Linked DNA regions of Macaca mulatta: region 1 is linked to region 2. The links are chromatin contacts, called in public Hi-C maps. All regions are on one chromosome and are shown on one strand. Each heading gives the region's core, a stretch centred on a gene start, on an enhancer-like site or on the middle of the called end of the contact. The rest is flanking DNA. Distances are from core to core; before and after follow the strand shown.

The links. A called contact is a pair of places that touch in the nucleus more often than the background predicts.
Region 1: a contact with region 2 is called in a Hi-C map of fetal cortical plate, with 5 times the contacts expected there. The contact joins two enhancer-like sites. A contact is called at or near these places in 7 of 14 Hi-C or Micro-C datasets (blood, cortical neurons, fetal cortex germinal zone and 4 more).

What each region holds. Positions count from the first base shown.
Region 1 is chr7:14,424,532-14,427,231 of T2T-MMU8v2.0, reverse strand. It overlaps MEIS2 (Meis homeobox 2), which reads left to right. Exons shown (of 13, transcript XM_077938694.1): 3 at 1,131-1,272; 4 at 1,952-2,002. Among named protein-coding and RNA genes, the nearest start is that of MEIS2, 5.1 kb to the left of the region's middle. Within about 2 kb of position 1,396, at least 6 of the 40 cell types and tissues checked have an H3K27ac peak or open chromatin away from gene starts, as enhancers often do.
Region 2 is chr7:14,213,565-14,216,319 of T2T-MMU8v2.0, reverse strand. No RefSeq gene overlaps it. Among named protein-coding and RNA genes, the nearest start is that of MEIS2, 220 kb to the left of the region's middle. Within about 2 kb of position 1,484, at least 7 of the 40 cell types and tissues checked have an H3K27ac peak or open chromatin away from gene starts, as enhancers often do.

The DNA of each region.
Region 1 (2,700 bases), core at 147-2,646, 210 kb before region 2:
TTTTTTCTTCTGTTTCCTATTGAGGGTCTGGGAGTCACTAAAAGCAGCTTGAGCTGGGATCAGGGCTGCTTCTGTCGGCCAGGAAGTCCTAATCACCCACTTCTTAATTCTCTGTAAATAAAGGGGGCAGACCTTGAAGTGCAGCGAGGTGGAAGGGACTGTTGCTTGCTTGGAGCCGCTCTTAGGGGGAGTAAGGAAGATGGCTGGAAATTATTTTATATTCTGAGAGCACTTGGCGAGGGGTGGGATGCAGGATCCTAACGTGTACCACACGGGCTCTTCCGGCTGAGGGTAGGTGGGAAAAGCGACGGGATGCCGAGGGGAGGGGACAGTGGGTAAACAGCAACTGAGCCCCAAGCCAGAGGCCGCAAGCATCCCGAAGTGTGGCTAAGCCGCCCGGAGGAACACAAAGGGCATACGCGCACGCACACTTACAAGTTTTAAAACGCGATTTATTTATTTTTGTCTCCTGTAACGCTGAGAGAAATGTGGTCTTTGGAAGGAAGCTCTACAGCTTGTAACCTTCCTATTATTTCGGCCCCCACACTGGGGCTTTAGTAGAAGTGGAGCAAATAAGTTTATAAGGCAAGGGGGTGGAGAGATTAGAAGAGCATTCTCTTGCATTTAGGAAATGTCACTCCCGTGTGTCTGTAGGTGAAGCCTTCGGCCTCGTCTGAAATGCCCATTAAAATACAGAGTTAAAACTATATTTTTAAAATTTCCAACAGTGTTCCTTTCTTGGGAGATCAGGGCTGGGTCTCAGGGGTTGGTTCGGCGGCCTCCGTAGTGTGGGGAGTGGATCAGAATCGACTCAGGGCTCCAGACTGCCTGAGCGACTCCGATGTTTCATTACGTTCCAACTGAGGCTGTTTTTATTTGTCGGGCTGCAGTGGTCGAGGGCTTCTCTGGCCAGATCTGAGGGACTTCTGAGCTGCGGGAGAGGGCCAGGCCCTTTTCCCTTTCTGTTTCTGGCTTAGGCTCGGCTGATGGAGGAAGGGTTGTAAAGTGTGTTGCGTGCCTGTTGTATTAAAGAAGGACTCCACACCCTCCAAACTTGTTGATTACAGTTCTTGCTCCTTCCCCTCTGCACCCCGTCTCTGTGTGTGTGTCTGCCTGGCGCTGCCCGTTAGGCACCCGTTGTTTCCTCTGTTAGCTCTGGTCTTTGAGAAGTGCGAGCTGGCGACCTGCACTCCCCGAGAACCTGGAGTGGCCGGCGGAGACGTCTGCTCCTCAGACTCCTTCAACGAGGACATCGCGGTCTTCGCCAAGCAGGTCCAGCCTTCTTGATCCACTCATCTTCGGGCAGTCCCTCACTACCCCTCCCCTTTCCTCGGAGCTTTACTTGAAAGGAGGAAAGGCCAGGGACACCCGATCTGTTCCTCTGGCCCTGTCCGCTCTCTATGCCTCCTCCCCATCCCTGAGCCTGGGGGCGAATTGGAAGTGGAGATAAATATGGGTGTTTGTTTTCCCCCCCAGCAGGAATACGGGGTCTCGACCCTCGAATTAAAGTTGACCTGCTCCTAATCTGGGGCTTGGCCTTTTTCCCCGCCTCCAGCTACTTGAACAAGAATTGGGGAGAGGGGCTGTGAGGGACCCGGTAGTGCCCGGGAGGCAAGGAAGCTGGGCGCCTCTCCGAGCGGTCCCTGGCAGCAGTGGAGAGCCACAGCCTCTTGGACGGCTGGATAAGGGGATACTTGGGGCCCTAAGAACGACCCTGAGTTGCTGGTTACAGCTTAGTGATACCAGCTCCCCCTTAATGGGGTCAGGACCAGAATGCCCTGATTCTTCTTCAGCGACCCCACTAATTTAAGGCACCAGTTTTTCCTTGTATTTTGCCAAAGCCCCTTTCCTCTTCTCCACCATTGCCCCTTCACCGTCCCCATTCTCACATTTCGGTTTTCTTATTTTAAATGGGGTGACCGTTCAAGCTGACTTTCTCTGTTTCTTACAGGTTCGCGCCGAAAAGCCCCTTTTTTCCTCAAATCCAGAGCTGGACAATTTGGTAAGGCTCTCTGTTCCTTGTTTTTCCCCAGCCTTTGCCCTCTCCCATGCCCAGAAGCACCCACTTTCTGCTGGAGCTCTGGGGAGTTAGAACAGAACCCTCTTTTGGAGCTCTAGGGAGAGAGGGAGGAAGGGCGCAGCCTACAGCCCCCGCACGGGAGCTGGCGAGCGAGGAGCAGGATGAACGTGGTGGGGAGCGAAGCCCAGGGAGGCCAGAACGGGAGACCAAGCGCCGAGAGCGCGAGCAGGGGATGTTTCCCAGGTCTCGGCCCCAGGAGTAAACTGCGAGAAGTGAGTTATTTCCTCTGTTTGCCGGGGCAGGCGGCCGAGCCCCGGGCGGCTAACCCGAAGGATGTAACCGCTGGCACTGCTGAGGGCGGGCTGGGGGTGGGGGCTGGGGGGCGGTGAGGGGCAGGCCAGCGCAGGCCACTTTTAGGTGCGATTCTTTTGCTAATTTGCACGATTTCAATATTAAAAGTACTTAAATCCGCTTTCAAAGGCCCTGCCTCAGCATTCATCTTGAGTATTTCCTTCTTTAGTGAGGAAGGATTTCGCTGGGTATGCTGTTCTAAAAAGCTTTTTCTGTCCTGAGAAGCGACCTTTTTTTTTTTTTTTTTTTTTTTTAATTGTCCTGAGGTCGAGGGAGGGGATGTTTAAAGAGGACTAAAAGGAGAAAAAAGGCCTGGCCCGAGGAAAGCA
Region 2 (2,755 bases), core at 235-2,734:
GGCTAATATCTCTAGCAGCTGTCAAAGGAGGGACCTTCCTTCAAAGGGACTGGACAGGGATCCTCCACAAGTTCTCCATTAGTCTAGCACGCCAGCAATTTGATAAGGAGCCTGGACCTCCTGCTACAAGTTGCCACTCAGTCAGAAAGTCCGGTGTCCGGGTGTCTGGATGCGCGGAGTGGCCCCAGCTTCGCGGGCCGCAGCCCCCGCCGCCCACCCAGCGGGCTTGGTGCGGACGCGCGTCCTGGAACCCAGCAGGAGGCAGGGCAGAGGCTTGGGCCGCGGCAGCGGGGCGTGCAGAGGGCTACCCTGGCCCTCACCTGGCCTTCCTGGGGCGTGTGTTAAAGAGTTAGACCAAAGTGTTGCAAACGATGGGGGCAGCAGCGGGGCCCGTCCCGGTTACAGCTGCAGCCATCAACTCTGGGCGTCGCGCGCCAGGGCGGGCCCCCTCCCTCCGGGCCCGGGCCGGGAGAAGGTGCCGCGCGGGGGAAATGCTGGTCTGATGGGGGAGGCCGGTCAGATTGTGATGAGAATGGAGACCGTCGGGGCAGTGTTTGAAGGGAGGTTTTAATATTAATAGTTTCGGTGTAGAGACAGAAGGGAGATTGCGTCTACGGCTCCTCCGGGCAGACTCTGGGTGACAGGGATGATGGATGATCCGGCAGAGCCCAACAGCTCCTCCCCCCCCAGCCCCAACAGTGTCAAAGCTACTTTAGTTGAAGCTTTAGAAATAAAATAAACAGCATCGCCATCCCCCTTACTCTTAGTACACCTCCACCCTCACCCCCCGCTTTCCGACATCGATTTATGGATCATTATGAATCAATTACTGCTCTCAATACCTTCCCATTGGCTTAAATAAAACAGTCGAAAGATGAAAACGCGGGGTTCGGTGGAGATTTTTTTCCCTGACAAGAACAATCGCAAAATCCATTATCTCATAATCAGAGGCTCTGGGTGAGGAGGTGAAGAGAAAGGACCGGGTCACCCAGTAAATAACTGGGGGGAATGTAGGAAGGGGGGGGTGTCGCCCAGATGCTGCCTTTGTTTTCTTTCAGATGGGTTTGCTTGGTTTGTTGTTTGTTTGGGGTTTGGGGAGCGGGGTAAACTCGCGTGAGAATTAGATGCCTACAAGTTTCGTGACCTAATTATTTAACTCCTTTGGAGAGACCCCTCTGAATGCGTGTCTCGGCAAACATCAGATGTTGTTGGTAGTGAGGTCACACATGGGAAAAGGTGTGGAGGAATGGGTCCGTCTGGAGGGCGGATTTTCACTTTGTTGTGAGCAACTGTGCGCGGGAGGGTTGGCCGCCGGGTGGGGAGACCGTCCCTCTCCCCTGGCCCCCCGCCGCTGGCTGTTTTTGTCGTTGGAACTGGTTTGGATCTGGGGCTGGCCGTCCCCTTTCGCCCCCACCCCCACCTCGGCCGCCCGAGGCTTTTCTTCCCTCTCCTGCCTCTTCCGCGGCGGGGCTCGAGGTTCTCTAGGTGTTTCTATGACTACATTGTGTGTGTGGGAGGGTCAGACGTGGGGGTTGCCCGCGAGAGGGCCGTTCCTGGGCGATCATTTATCAATGTCACCCACATAATGATCCTCTCTGCAGCCTCCTATTGATGAGGATAATTACATTAGCTCAGAGTGACTGATCAATGAAAACCCACCACACAAAAACTTCTTTACTCCTCTATAATACCAAAAACCGATACAGAAATAACATAGAAAGCCTGATTTTCTTTCCCTTCCCTGTCCACCAATGGATTCTGCCCCCTCTGACACCCCCCCCCCCCGCCACCCCCCCAAAAAAGGACGGAGGAGTAAAGTAAGAAACTAGACCCAGGTTTGTTTCGTTTAAAGGAGGATGCAATTCTGTTCGTGAATGCATTTTCTCTAAATGTTGGCTTCATCCCTCCTTTGGTAGAGACTATCAACGGATTTGCTAATGTGAGTTGCTTTCAGACTAGTCTGTGGTTTTGCTTTTTATTTCTTTCCTCCCCTTTGGGCATTTTTTTTTTTCTGCTTCAAAAAAGGAGATAATTCTTTCTACAAATATCTAGTAAAAGAAATTCCTCTAGGTCCTCTTTTTAAAAAGCGTTTGCCTAAGTCGGGTTATCTTTTGTCTTTATCACTTCATAAAGTAGAGCAATTAAAGATGTGATGTTGCATGGGCAGAAAGGGTGGATCCATTATACGGCGACATAATACGCCATATTCTAGCATGAAAGTTTGAAGCTAAATTACGATTTCGCTTTTTCTAGACTAAAAAATCAATATTTTCTCAATTAAAGCGAATTTTAATGCTTTACTTGCTAGTTGTTAAAGGCGCTGTAAATTTTATTGTAATGCTTCTTGACTTCGGAGTAGATGCAGGAGATGGGATGATTCTCGTGGTCTTTTTCCTCTCGGGGAACCTAGCCCAGGAACATCCCATGGTTTCATATCAAATTGAAGCAACAAAGGTAAGAAGGGTTCTGAGAGGGACGGGGCAAAAGGTGGAGAGCCCGCCAAGGACGCCCACCAGCGCCAGAGGCCATTGTCTTGTATATTTTCACCTCTCTGTGTCCTGCCTCCTGAAAGTGACAGAGGTGTCCATTTTACTCTAATCTTTCTCAAAGGGGAGCACGTTCGACTCACATCTGCTCTTTAATGGTCAGAAAAGGAGTTGCATTTGGGGAGCATTCTAAACCCTTCCCAGGGTCCCCCTGTTCTCTTCCTTCTCCTTATTTAACCAAATGCTAACTCGGAACTGGCTCTTTCACC